Linked DNA regions of Oryctolagus cuniculus: region 1 is linked to region 2. A link is a contact called in public Hi-C data. All regions are on one chromosome and are shown on one strand. The core of a region is the stretch at or near the end of the contact, and the rest is flanking DNA. Distances in the headings are between cores, read along the strand shown. Region 1 holds the start of CEP295 (centrosomal protein 295). Region 2 overlaps SMCO4 (single-pass membrane protein with coiled-coil domains 4).

Region 1 (5,762 bases), core at 1,065-3,564, 130 kb before region 2:
TTGTATACATACGTAAAAATTCCTCAAATGGTACATTTAGGTTGGTATGTTTTATTCTAAGTTATACGCCAATATAAACGAAAAAAGCACAATTTTCCCGATTCTTTTGAATACCCACCATCTCATTGCTAGAGGCATATATTTGTGTGTGTATATACATATATATATACATATATATACACACTACTTTTATTTTCTAAGATATTTCCTCTTACCATATAATTTTTTTGAATGTTTAACTTATTTAGAAACTTCAGACTTAGAATTCCTACACAGCTTTCCCCAGCTTCTCCAAATGTAAACATCTTATGTAACCACAGTACAGGGATCAAACCAGGAAATGAACATTGGCACAAAATTCAACTAAATCTACAGACCTTATTCAAATTTCACATCAGTTGGGCCACTAATGTCTATTATGTGGCCCCGGTCCCCATCCAAGGACAATACACTGAAACTTGGCTCTCCAAGAAGTAGATGCCAAGGTGGAGTTAAACCCACAGTTTATTAAGGAAAAGGCCTGCGAGGGGAGATGGGAAGGCAGTTGGTAAAAGGTGGAGGGAGGTTCAGGTTTCAGTGCAAACCTGACGCTGGGAGGGAAGAGTGGGCGGATGCCTCTTAAGGCACAAAATCTAAGAAAGGTTCAGCAAGTCCTTCAGTGGGTTTCTCCAGCACAGGCCCGCCTTCCTATTCCCACCACTCAGTCACAGCCTCCAAGAGAAGATCTGTGAATTACACTCTGCTGGCTGCCACACTTGTGGTGTCTCTTCTAATCCAGGCGGGTTCCTCGGTTTGTCTTTCTTTTCAAGACCCTGACATTTCTGAAAAGGCCGCTGGTTTTGTTCCACATCCCTCAGTTTGGATTTGTCTAAATTGTTTTCTTGTGATTAGACTTGGGGTTCACATTGAGAGCAAGCACACAACAGAAGCGATGACATACGCTTCTCAGTGACGATGGGATGGAGCTTGAGACCACCTGGTCAAGATGGTGTCTAACCAGGTTTCTCCACCGTAGTTACTATTGTCTCTTATAAGCCATACATTTCTGACAGAGAGACAGTAGAGACTACATAAACATTAGGTTTCTCATATTTTGCCTACCAAGTGCAATATCCTTTGATGGCTGTCAACCAATTACAGTGGTGTTTATCAAGTATCATTTTCTACTTCCATTATTCCTTCTACACTTAACAACTGCAATCTTACCTAGGGAAATCCTCCCTCCTGCCCTATTTATTTATTCCTACTAGTACAGATTCCTAAATTGTACATTTTTACTATCCAAAATAGGGACGATAGTACTTACCTTGTAAGACAGTATTGGTCCTGCCGATTAAATGGTAAAGGCACGTGACGATCACAAAACTAATACTAAACTCAAAAGTTTGGGGTTCAAAATCCGACAATGTCATTTATTAGCAGGAAGACACCAGTCAAGTCACTCAGTTTCTCTGTGTTTCTCAGTTTTACACTGTGTAAATGACGGAATAACACTGACCCCAGCACCTGTCCTGATGATCATGCAACTGAAAAGTGACACTGCCACCTATTCGGTAAGTTTTACAGACTTCAAACGTTTTAAATCCGAGTTTGTGACAGAATTCAATACCTGAGGCATTAAAAGTGACAGACACCAAAATAGAGGGCACTCTTTGCATGAAAAGATGCCAGCCAATGCTCTTAAGTGGCTACCAGGTTGCAGGCCACGGCCGCGGGTGCCCGGGGGAAACACCTGCAGCTGCCGCAGCAATAGCATCGGAGGCCCTTCCCGACCGTCCCCAGCTTGGAAGCTCAGGGACCGAGAAGGCTGCAGGGGAAGCCCCCTCGACCCGAGGGCGGCAGGGCGCGCAAGATGTCCCGGGGCAGCCTCAGGCTCTCGCATGGAGATGGAGGGGGTGGGCCAGACACTGCTGCCGGGAGCCCCTAACAGCCGCCAGCGCCCCGCAGCCTGGTCCGCGGCCTGCGGGGCCCTGAGAACCGCGGGCCGATCAGCGTTCGCGACGCGGCGCCCCGGGAGACGCACTGCCTCAGGACCACCAGCCCAGCAACTCCGCCTCAGGGGGTTGTGCACGCCCAGGGTGGCCAGGAAGACCGTGCACCCGTCACTCACCTGACGGCACGCAGCGCAGAGTCCGGAGCTCTAGCAGCCAAGCCGGCCCCAGCGGCCCCCACGGATCAGCTTCCCACCAGCCGTTTGTGCGCCTGCGGGGAAGCCATCGCAGAGCTCTCGTCACTTCCGTCATTCAAACCGCCCGCCAATGGCGGGACTAAACCGCGGGAAGCTGCCTGGCCCCGCCTCCCCCGGAGGCCGCCGGGAAGGCTGAGCGGCGCTTGAGCCCGGCTGCCCGCGCATGCGCACCAGCACGTACCCGCCCTACGTAGAGGTCCATTATTTCTCATACCTCCCGCGGCTCTGAAGTTTTACTTCCTCTCGCTCAATAATATGCTCTTATTACAGATCCGGAAACAGAATTCCAGAAACGGGAAGGTATTTTCCCAAAGCCACGAGGGTGACTTTAGTCGTAAGGCCCCATCATGAATATGTCTTAGAATATGCGTCCTTTTATGCACTGAGTTCGTTCGTCCTGTTGTGTGCGCTTAATGGCCAAGAGGTTTCATTTAACGCTTCTTCCAGCGCATAAATCCTGAGGCTTAGTTGGCTATTTTGTACCTTCGGGGGTCTGATGTACCATATCCTAGATTTATCTGCTGTAACCTATGACCAGTGAGGGGGTGAGCGCAGGTTCATATTACCTGTTTTGTGCCACACAGCCAGGTCAGGGGAGACTCATGTAAGTGGATTATGATTTCCATCTTAGATTTTGCAGAATACTGGGATAAACATACTGGGATTCAAAGGATTAGAAAGTTGGAGGGGAGAGGAAAGGAGAGATTTCAAACGTGATCAGATCTGGCAACAGTGGAAAATGGAGTGAAGACAAGGCAGGGAAACTGAATAGGATACTGCTGAAGGGGATGAAGATTACAGCTGGGGGAATAGAGATGAGGAGGTAAATAAAGAGGCTAACAAGAGGCCAAACACAGAATTGTTGGATAGCTAGTTATGGGAGTCAAAAGAGGAGGAGAAATTAAGGATGATCCCCAAGTTCCAGGTTTGGCAACTCAGTGAATCGAGATAACATTTTAATATAACACAGGGGAAGAGGAGCAGTTAGGAGGTAAGCATTGAATATGTTGAATTAGAGCTGTTTATAAGTTATCTGGACAGAAGTGTGGGTTCCAGAAATATTTAGGACACAGAATCAACAGTACTGGATAAAAAATGGCATGTAAGGTTGAGGGAAATCAAGACCACAGTTAATCTCACAGGCCGCTAGTGTGGGTAGCGATATTGATTCTTAATCCTCAACAGAGAAATCAGAAGCGGGGGGTTAATTAAGTGGGCAAAGGTGATGAGCTCATCTCTGCCTAATTTCATGTGCCTGTGGAACATCTATGCAATCAGTAGATGGAGACGTTGAGAGACAACCCACAAAGAGAATTGGGCTAACCTTACAGGAGTTTCATTGCCCTATGCATAATAGCAAAAGCTGGAGGAGTGGACAAAATCACTCAGAATTTGCAGGATGAAACAACCAAAGAGCTAAAGACCAAACTCTGAGGAACTGCAAAACTTAAAGGAAAGAAATTGGTGGTGGGGGGGTGCTCCACTGTGGCATAGTGGGTAAAGCCACCACCTGCAGTGCCGGCATCCCATCTGGGCTCTGGTTTGAGACCCAGCTGTTCCACTTCTGATCCAGCTCTCTGCTGTGGCCTGGGAAAGCAGTAGAAGATGGCCCAAGTTGTTGGGTCCCTGCAACTCTGCCTTTCAAATAAATAAATAAATCTTAAAATAAAAAAGAAAAGAAAAGAAAGGAGTTGGAAGAAGGAACTGCCAAGTACATGAAGAAGAAATAATATGACCCCCAACCCCTATCTCAGATTTACACCCCAGATTGCTAAATCACCCAGAGGCTCAGAGACTTGGCCAGGAGCACCTGTAAATGACAGGTGGGGCCAGGGCTACGATTCATGCCCTCTTCCCAAATACTGGGGAACTTCGTTCCCACCCTCTCCCCACTTCCTGTCACATTTATCTTGGTGCAAACTGCATTCATTTTAAACATGTTTGTCAACATCCTCAACACAGGTGCAGAGATACCACCTTTCTACATCCAACAAATGTGCTTATTATTCATTCCTTAGGCTGCATTTGGGACCTGGCCATGGGTTCCAAAAGTCCCTTTCACATTCCCCATCATGGCGTTCATGAATTCTTAATAAACTAGCTATTTATGAGGCTCCCTGTAGCTCACACTGAGTCCCTTGAGAGGACGAGTGCATTTTGTTCCATTGCCTGGCATATAGAGCTTCCGAAAGGTTTCTTGACCAGCTGAATGAATTAACAAATTATACGCTCCACTTCACAAACCTGCATCCTGGGCAGAGATATTGAACTGAGGCTTGTTCTGTTTTTAATAAGATGTAGTGAGGAATCAAAGAAAACCCAGGGGGCTTGGAGTCAGAGCAGAGTATCTTAACAGCACGACTCTGATTCTTTCTAACTGATACTTCAAACCAGTAAGTCTTCGTTTCTGTTTGGTTCTCTGTTGCTGCCAACCAGACCACCTTGGGAGATTCACTATGGCTCACTGGTTCTGCCTGGCAGTTGATTCTGGCTTTCAGCTGAGAGGTCAGCTGGAACTGTTGGCTGGAGCCCTTGACATGTGACCTTTCCATATGGATTTCACACCTTACTGTGTGTTGGCACGTTTCTGAGAGGGAGCGCCTAAGTGGGAGCGCTTCCAGAGAAATGAAGTGGGAGCTGCAAGTCTTTAAAACGAGGCGGAAAAGGAGTTGCAGTAAGTTCTGCTACATTTTATTGGTTATCATAGAGCTAGCTCAGATTCAAGTGAAGGGGAAATGAACTCCATCTATCAATGGAGGGAGTGATAAAGAATTAGTGGCCATCTTAACCCACCACTCTTTCCATAGTAATACTTGATCTGCCATGGTCACAAGGTGGTTGTGAGACTTAAAAAGTCTGAATCACATGAGAGCACTTTGTTAAATTCTAAAGAGGTAAACACATGTTTTTATTTTTTTCTGTCCCACATCTTTCTCTACAACTGTGGCACAGAAGCAGTCTTCCAGGCCACAGGGGTAGGTGTGTGACCCAGACTGTACAAATTGCAGTACTGTCTCTCCCTTGCCATTGTGATTGACCCAAGAATTGGGTCCATCACCTAAATTGGGCCAATTAGTTTTTCACAGGAATTTTTTTTTAAAGACTCTATTTGAAAGGCTGAGTTACAGCAAGGCAGAGGCAGAGAGAGGTCTTCTGTCCACTGGTTCATTACCCAGATGGCTGCGATGGCTGGAGTTGGGCCAGTCCAAAGCCAGGAGCCAGGAGCTTCTTCCAGGTCTCCCACGTGGGTGCAAGAGCCCAGGGACTTGGGCCATCTTCTGCTGCTTTCCCAGGCCATAGCAGAGAGCTGGATCAGAAGTGGAGCAGCTGGGACTCAAACCAGTACCCATATGAGATGCCAGCACTGCAGGCGGTGGCTTTACCTGCTACACCACAGTGACAGCCCCCGGAATTTTTCTTACTGGGGCCAGCAGAGTTCATGTTGGGATATGAACCTGGAGCTTCCTCAGGTAACTTCCCCAACGTGTGATTCCCCAGGAGCTGATCTGAACGATGGATTCCGTCCTACAGCAGCAGCATGTGGAACGAATCTGGCCAGCATTCAAGTGCCTGC
Region 2 (5,839 bases), core at 3,303-5,802:
ATTGCCACATGTGTGTGCGCACATAGATGTTTCACAGCAGCCGGTTCTTCGCTCCTGGCTGCCTGGACCCACCACCCTTTCCTGTCTGTTCTCTGTCCTAGATGCATTTTCACTCGCCCTCCCTGCCCCACCCACATACAGGAAGAGGAGGGGGTCCTCACAGGCCAGGGGCTGGCTGGATTGTCATGAGACACGGGCTGCCTTGCTGGGAGCTGCAGAGCCACACACCCTGCTGACGGCCGGCTCTGCCCTCCAGCCGCTGGCCTGCTTCAGGCGGCCACTGCTCGTGGCAGATTGAGAAAATGCTGAGGTCAGCATGCAAGCTCAGTGTGTTCAGCTTCCAGGATCCTTTTACGCACAAAGTCACTATGCCATGAAAAGTCAGCTCCCCCTGGTTGCAGGCCACATTTGGCCTTGAAAACGGGTAGGGAGTGGTCAAGCTCCCAGGTGGTCACGGCACACGGGCCTGGTGCCTTCTCTGCTGCCAACTTCCTAAGTGACCTACTGTTTTCACACTTTGCTGTTGTTTGTCATAAAAGCACTTCAGCCTGAATCTGAGCGTCGGTCATTAAAATGGAAGAGGCACTCCAGGCAGGAGCTTGGACTCCGTGTGCCCAGCCCGGTTGGCCTGCGTGGTTGCTGGGGGATCATAACTTTGGACTTGAAGGGAAGTCTCCTTATCTGGCTGCCGTTTTAATTTCCTCTTTGCGCCTCCCAGAGGAAAGGGCCTGGTTTCAGGCCTTCCTTGCCTCCACCTACTAAGGCAGTGCCAGCAGCACCCATGCAGGGAGGTTGTCTGGGGGCCCCTCCACCTCCCAGCGGCTGTGACGCCCTAGGGAGCATCTTTAGAAGTCCCATTAGGTGTCGGTGGAGATGGAAATAGAATTCCGCAGTGCCAGGACCAGATGCTCAGGAACCGCCTGGGGGAAGCCTCTCACCCATTCCCTTCCCCCTCCCAAACAAACGCACTGTGCCAGGGGATAGTTGTGAAGACAGTCCCTAGCTAGGAGTGTGAGTCCTCCAGGGTTACTTGGGGCTGCTTCCTCCCAGCATTTCAGAAGAGCTTGGAGGAGCTGGCTTTGAGCTGCACAGCCTTTCCCTGCCAGCACCCCACAGGAAGCCTGGACGCAGGTAGCGCCCTCCCTGCCCCACCCTGCCCCCAGGATCTGTGGAGCTGGGTTACAGTGGGTGCAGACATCTTACTCACCAGACAAGGGCCAAGTGTTCCCATAAAGCAGCTTCCTTGCCCTGTGCCCAGAGGGTGGCTTTGGTTTCTTGTGTCTGTGCCCCTGGCACCAAGTTAGATAAACTCTTGTTGATGAATAGGACCGTACTGGATGTGGGTCCTGACAACTTCGTTAGGTTCCATGCTAGCAAAATGCTGTGATTGAGCTCTGGGTCTTCTGGTGCCCAGACTGGAACTAGAATGTTATATTCTGGTCTCTTGGCTGCTGCCTTAGGGAATCACTTGCTTTCCTGGGCCTCAGTTGTCTCATCTTTAACCTGTGGGGTTGGATGAAATGATGGGAACGAATGTGCCCCTTCTCTACCCGACCCGTTCCCCCACTCTGGATAACCCCTTGCTCAGGGCACCTGGGGTGATCCGCCTGCGATTGTCTTCCCTGTCACAGTGGGAGCTCCTCGAACACGGGCTATTCCTGGCACCCCCAGAGCTGCTCCTGGCATCACAACCAGGGTTCCTGATGAATGCTCTTCCTGCCGTCTGGCCAGACCGCAGAGTTCTGACTCTGCGAGGGGAGCAGGTGTGGAGGATTTGGCTGGGCCACCGGTCTGGCCCTGGAGGCAGGTGTCTCCAGTTGTTCCTCATGAGCCCCTTGTTCTCAAGTTGCACTCCACTTTTTATCTTTGCATTGAACAAAGGCCCTTTATTTCTGGATATTGTTATTTTTTTTTTTTTTTTTTTGACAGGCAGAGTGGACAGTGAGAGAGAGAGACAGAGAGAAAGGTCTTCCTTTGCCGTTGGTTCACCCTCCAATGGCCGCCGCGGCCGGCGCGCTGCGGCCGGCGCACCGCGCTGATTCGATGGCAGGAGCCAGGAGCCAGGTGCTTTTCCTGGTCTCCCATGGGGTGCAGGGCCCAAGCACCTGGGCCATCCTCCACTGCACTCCCTGGCCACAGCAGAGGGCTGGCCTGGAAGAGGGGCAACCGGGACAGAATCCGGCGCCCCAACCGGGACTAGAACCCGGTGTGCCGGCGCCGCTAGGCGGAGGATTAGCCTAGTGAGCCGCGGCGCCGGCCTATTTCTGGATATTGTTATAAGAATTGTTTTTGAAATTACAAGTAAGGCAAAAAAGTAATGGCTCATGACAACAAAATTTTATGTACATCGTATCCCAAATTTGTTAGGAAATATCTATGTATAGGAAAAATACCACAAAAATTTTATTTCAGTGGTGTTATTTCTGGATTTTGATATTATAGGAGATTTTATCTTTGTGAGATTTTCTACATTGAGTATGTATTTGCAATACAACTGTTTTAAAAAAATTTATTTATTTGAAAGGCGGAGTTACAGAGAAGCAGAGAGAGAGAGTTCCATCCGCTGGTTCACACTCAAATGGCTGCAATGGGTGGAGCTGGGCCAATCTGAAGCCAGGAGCCACCTCTAGGTCTCCCATGAGGGTGCAGGGGCCCAAGGACTCGGACCATCCTCTGCTACTTTCCCAGGCCATAGCAGAGAACTGGATCGGAAGTGGAACAGTCAGGTCTCAAACTGGTGCCCATATGGAATGCCTGGCACTGCAGGCAACAGCTTTACCTGCTACACCACAGTGCCGGTTCTGTACAATAAAACTATTAAGTTACTATTAATAACAAATGTCTATTAGGATATATGTGCCAATGTAAAACCGTGCCATTAGGATTCTTACTTAATCCTCACTGTGAGCCTGTAAGATCATTTTTTTTTGTAAAAAAATGCAAATGTTAACCTATTTTTGTAATGGCAAAATACACATAACATAAAATTTAACTTTTTAACCATTTTTAAGTATTCAGTTCTGTGGCATTAAGTTCATGTACTGTGAGATTCTTTTTTTAACTTCTTTTTCTATAAATGAAAAAAGCTGAAACTTAGAACAAAGTTACTTGCTTACGGTCACAGAGCTGCTAAGCTCCAGAGCCAGGATTTGAAGGCAGGGTCAACTGACACTCAGAAAGGCCTTGAGCTCCTGGGCTCTCTGGCTGTGGCTGTTGGAGTCCATGGGCGTTCATCCTGTTCCTGCCCATCACTTAGCTGTAAAAAGCCCTTTCCTTTGTAATTCTAAGGATTGGGTTTCGCATGTTTGTCAGGGAGGTGGTGATGAGCCTGGCTCAGGGACATGTGGCTGACAGAGGCCACCTGTCCGCAGACGTGGAGGTTGATGGTTGTGTGCTGCTGTTCTTTGCTGAGGTTGAAGGGTGGGGGCCGCTGTTTGACTCCAGAAGGTGCTGCCCCTAAAGCTCAGATTCATGGCTGTGTCAGTTCTGGGTGCACCCTGCGGGATGATTTTGGGTGACCACAAGCACAGAACTTGGAGTTAGGAGGTCTGTGCTTTTGTCCTTACTTATAACCACTTGTCTCAATTTCCTCATTTCTAAGTGGCTGATAAAAATGCCTGTCCCGCCTGCCTCCCGGGGTGGTGGCAGTGACTGAATGTCCTGATGTGGGTGAAAAAGCGCTCTTGGGTAAGTTCCTGTGCTGGGAATTTAGAGTGTATAACGGTGGGGGGAGAGTGTCTGGGACCAGCCCCAGAGATCTGAGGAGGATGGATGTGGATGTGAAGATGGGCAAGTCCGCCCTGCGTTGTTTGGTTTTCGCCATCAACTTGCTTCCTCGTCTGCTGTTGTACTGCATGGCACGGAGTGTGCTGGGGTTTTGCCAACATTTGTCCCTGCCAGCTTCCTTGAGTGTCGCCTGTCCCTAGTGAAATGAGTTGTGGTTTAGGTCACTTTGTGGCTCTGTGGTGGGTGAAAGTGTGCAGAGCTTTCCCTGGTCTTGACTATCTGGTCTGTGTATTCCGTGTCAGTGTCTGTCCTGCTGTCTAATGTTGAGTAGCCAAGCATGAGTGGGCTGGGCTGGGGAGGGGCTCACCTTCTCATGGTGCTCAATGCTTGGTAGACCTGCACTGTGCAGGACACTCTGGAGAACATGCAGACAGAGGGGCTGGGGTGCAGGGTTCACTTTCCAGGAACCTCCTGTTTCACCCCTCTGGAAACGAATGATGATGAGGGTGGCTTGCAGAGTCACTGCTGCGAGGAGTGTTGCCCACCCCCTCGCCTTGCTGGGGATGAAGTGCAAGTGCTGCTCCTGTGACTCTGCCTGTCAGCAGGGAGTTGAATCGGCTGCTTTGGGCTGGGCTTGCAGTGTGGCTCCCCTTGGCACCTTTCTGAGTCATCACTGTAGCTGTTACACCTGACAGGAAGGCTGGGGTCTGAGTGGGTTCCGCTGAAGTCAGCGGCCCTGGCCGCCATCCGCTTGTTAGTTGCTTTTGAGAGTGGCACGCGAAGACTAAGTAGGTCACGGATATCTATTTTGAACTGAGGAAGGCTGGGCTGCACGGACACTGAATTTCCGGATCAGGTCCCTCTGTCAGCAGACCTTCTCAGCCCAGGCAGGGTGTATTTATAAAGTGTGGTCTCTGCAGGTAATGAGACACCCCCGTGCTCTGATCCTGTGGGGAGCTGGCGTGCAGAGGCTCCAGGACTCCTCACAAGCCAGGGAATGGCGTTTGTCCACCTGCTTTCTTAACTGTTCTGAAAACCATTGATCCCTTTGCACTGCGGCACCCCAGCTGGGAATGGGGAGTGTGGTGGCACACTCTGGCCGATCTTGACCGTCCTCTCAGTGGAGTCGGCTGTGGGTGCTGGGCGCAGGCTCTGAGGGCTTCCCGTGTGGAACTGGAGTTGGCTGTTGCAGTCTGCTCAGACCGCTCTACAGTACTCTCTACTTTAACTCTTTTGGGTTTTCTCCAATTCACTGTTTTTCTCTTAGTGGTGTTTGCCCAAGACCATGGGGGAGCACACTGTGGTGCTGAGCTCCAGCTGGTGCTGTCGGTGGTGACGGCGCTATGCGAACCACCTCTTCTGTGCACCAGCTGTTGGCCTCTGTAAATGGTCTATGCTTCTCTACATTTTTAAGGAGTAAACCCAAGTTTGTAGTGGAATGTGTGCTTTGTCCTTTTTTTTTTTTTTAAGAATTATTTTATTTATTTGAAAGTTACAGAGAGAGGGGGAGAGACAGAGATCTTCCATCTGCTGGTTCACTCCCCAGATGGCCGAAAGCCAGGTCATCTTGTTGCTGCTTTCCCAGGCGCATTAGCAGGAGCTGGATCGGAAGTGGAGCAGCTGGGACTTGAAGCCCCTGTGCCGTCTTTCTGTACAGTTTTTTCCCTAAGCTACTTGCACAGCCCTGACAGGAATGCTGCTGTTGAAGGTCCTTTGGGTTTGGTGGCATGTCCGTGTCTGCGGGCATTGTGCCCATGAGTACTCTCGTCCAGTGCTCACAGAGAGCCAGCACGTCCCCATGTTACAATGGGAATTCTCAGAGGCAGTTGTCGACTCACACGTGTAGGTAGCACACTTCCTTCTCTGCCGCAGCCTCCCCTGGAAGTTTCCTAACAAACCTGTGTGGAGGCGTCTGGTGAAGATCAGCCTGTACACTCAAAACACTGCCTCTTCAAATGCTGTTGGGCTTGCTGTGCACTTAGGGGTCCTCGCTCCAAGGAGCTGAGGGCCTGGGTTGTCCTAGCTTCTCTCCCAGCCATTCTGTCATTGTGAGCCTGGGCTGCCTGCTTAACCTCTCTGAGTCTGTTCAGTCAACTGAGGATGATAAAAGTAA

The links. A called contact is a pair of places that touch in the nucleus more often than the background predicts.
Region 1: a contact with region 2 is called in a Hi-C map of an unstated tissue, with 2.3 times the contacts expected there. The contact joins the promoter of CEP295 here to the enhancer-like site in region 2. A contact is called at or near these places in 2 of 6 Hi-C or Micro-C datasets (ear pinna and an unstated tissue).

What each region holds. Positions count from the first base shown.
Region 1 is chr1:84,824,071-84,829,832 of mOryCun1.1, reverse strand. CEP295 (centrosomal protein 295) reads right to left here and starts at 2,314. Exons shown (of 29, transcript XM_070076743.1): 1 at 2,111-2,314. The coding sequence starts at 2,243. LOC127492047 (a long non-coding RNA gene) reads left to right here and starts at 5,685. Exons shown (of 3, transcript XR_007921016.2): 1 at 5,685-5,762.
Region 2 is chr1:84,692,509-84,698,347 of mOryCun1.1, reverse strand. All of the region lies in intron 4 of SMCO4 (single-pass membrane protein with coiled-coil domains 4), which reads left to right. Among named protein-coding and RNA genes, the nearest start is that of SMCO4, 32 kb to the left of the region's middle. Within about 2 kb of position 4,552, at least 1 of the 8 cell types and tissues checked has an H3K27ac peak or open chromatin away from gene starts, as enhancers often do.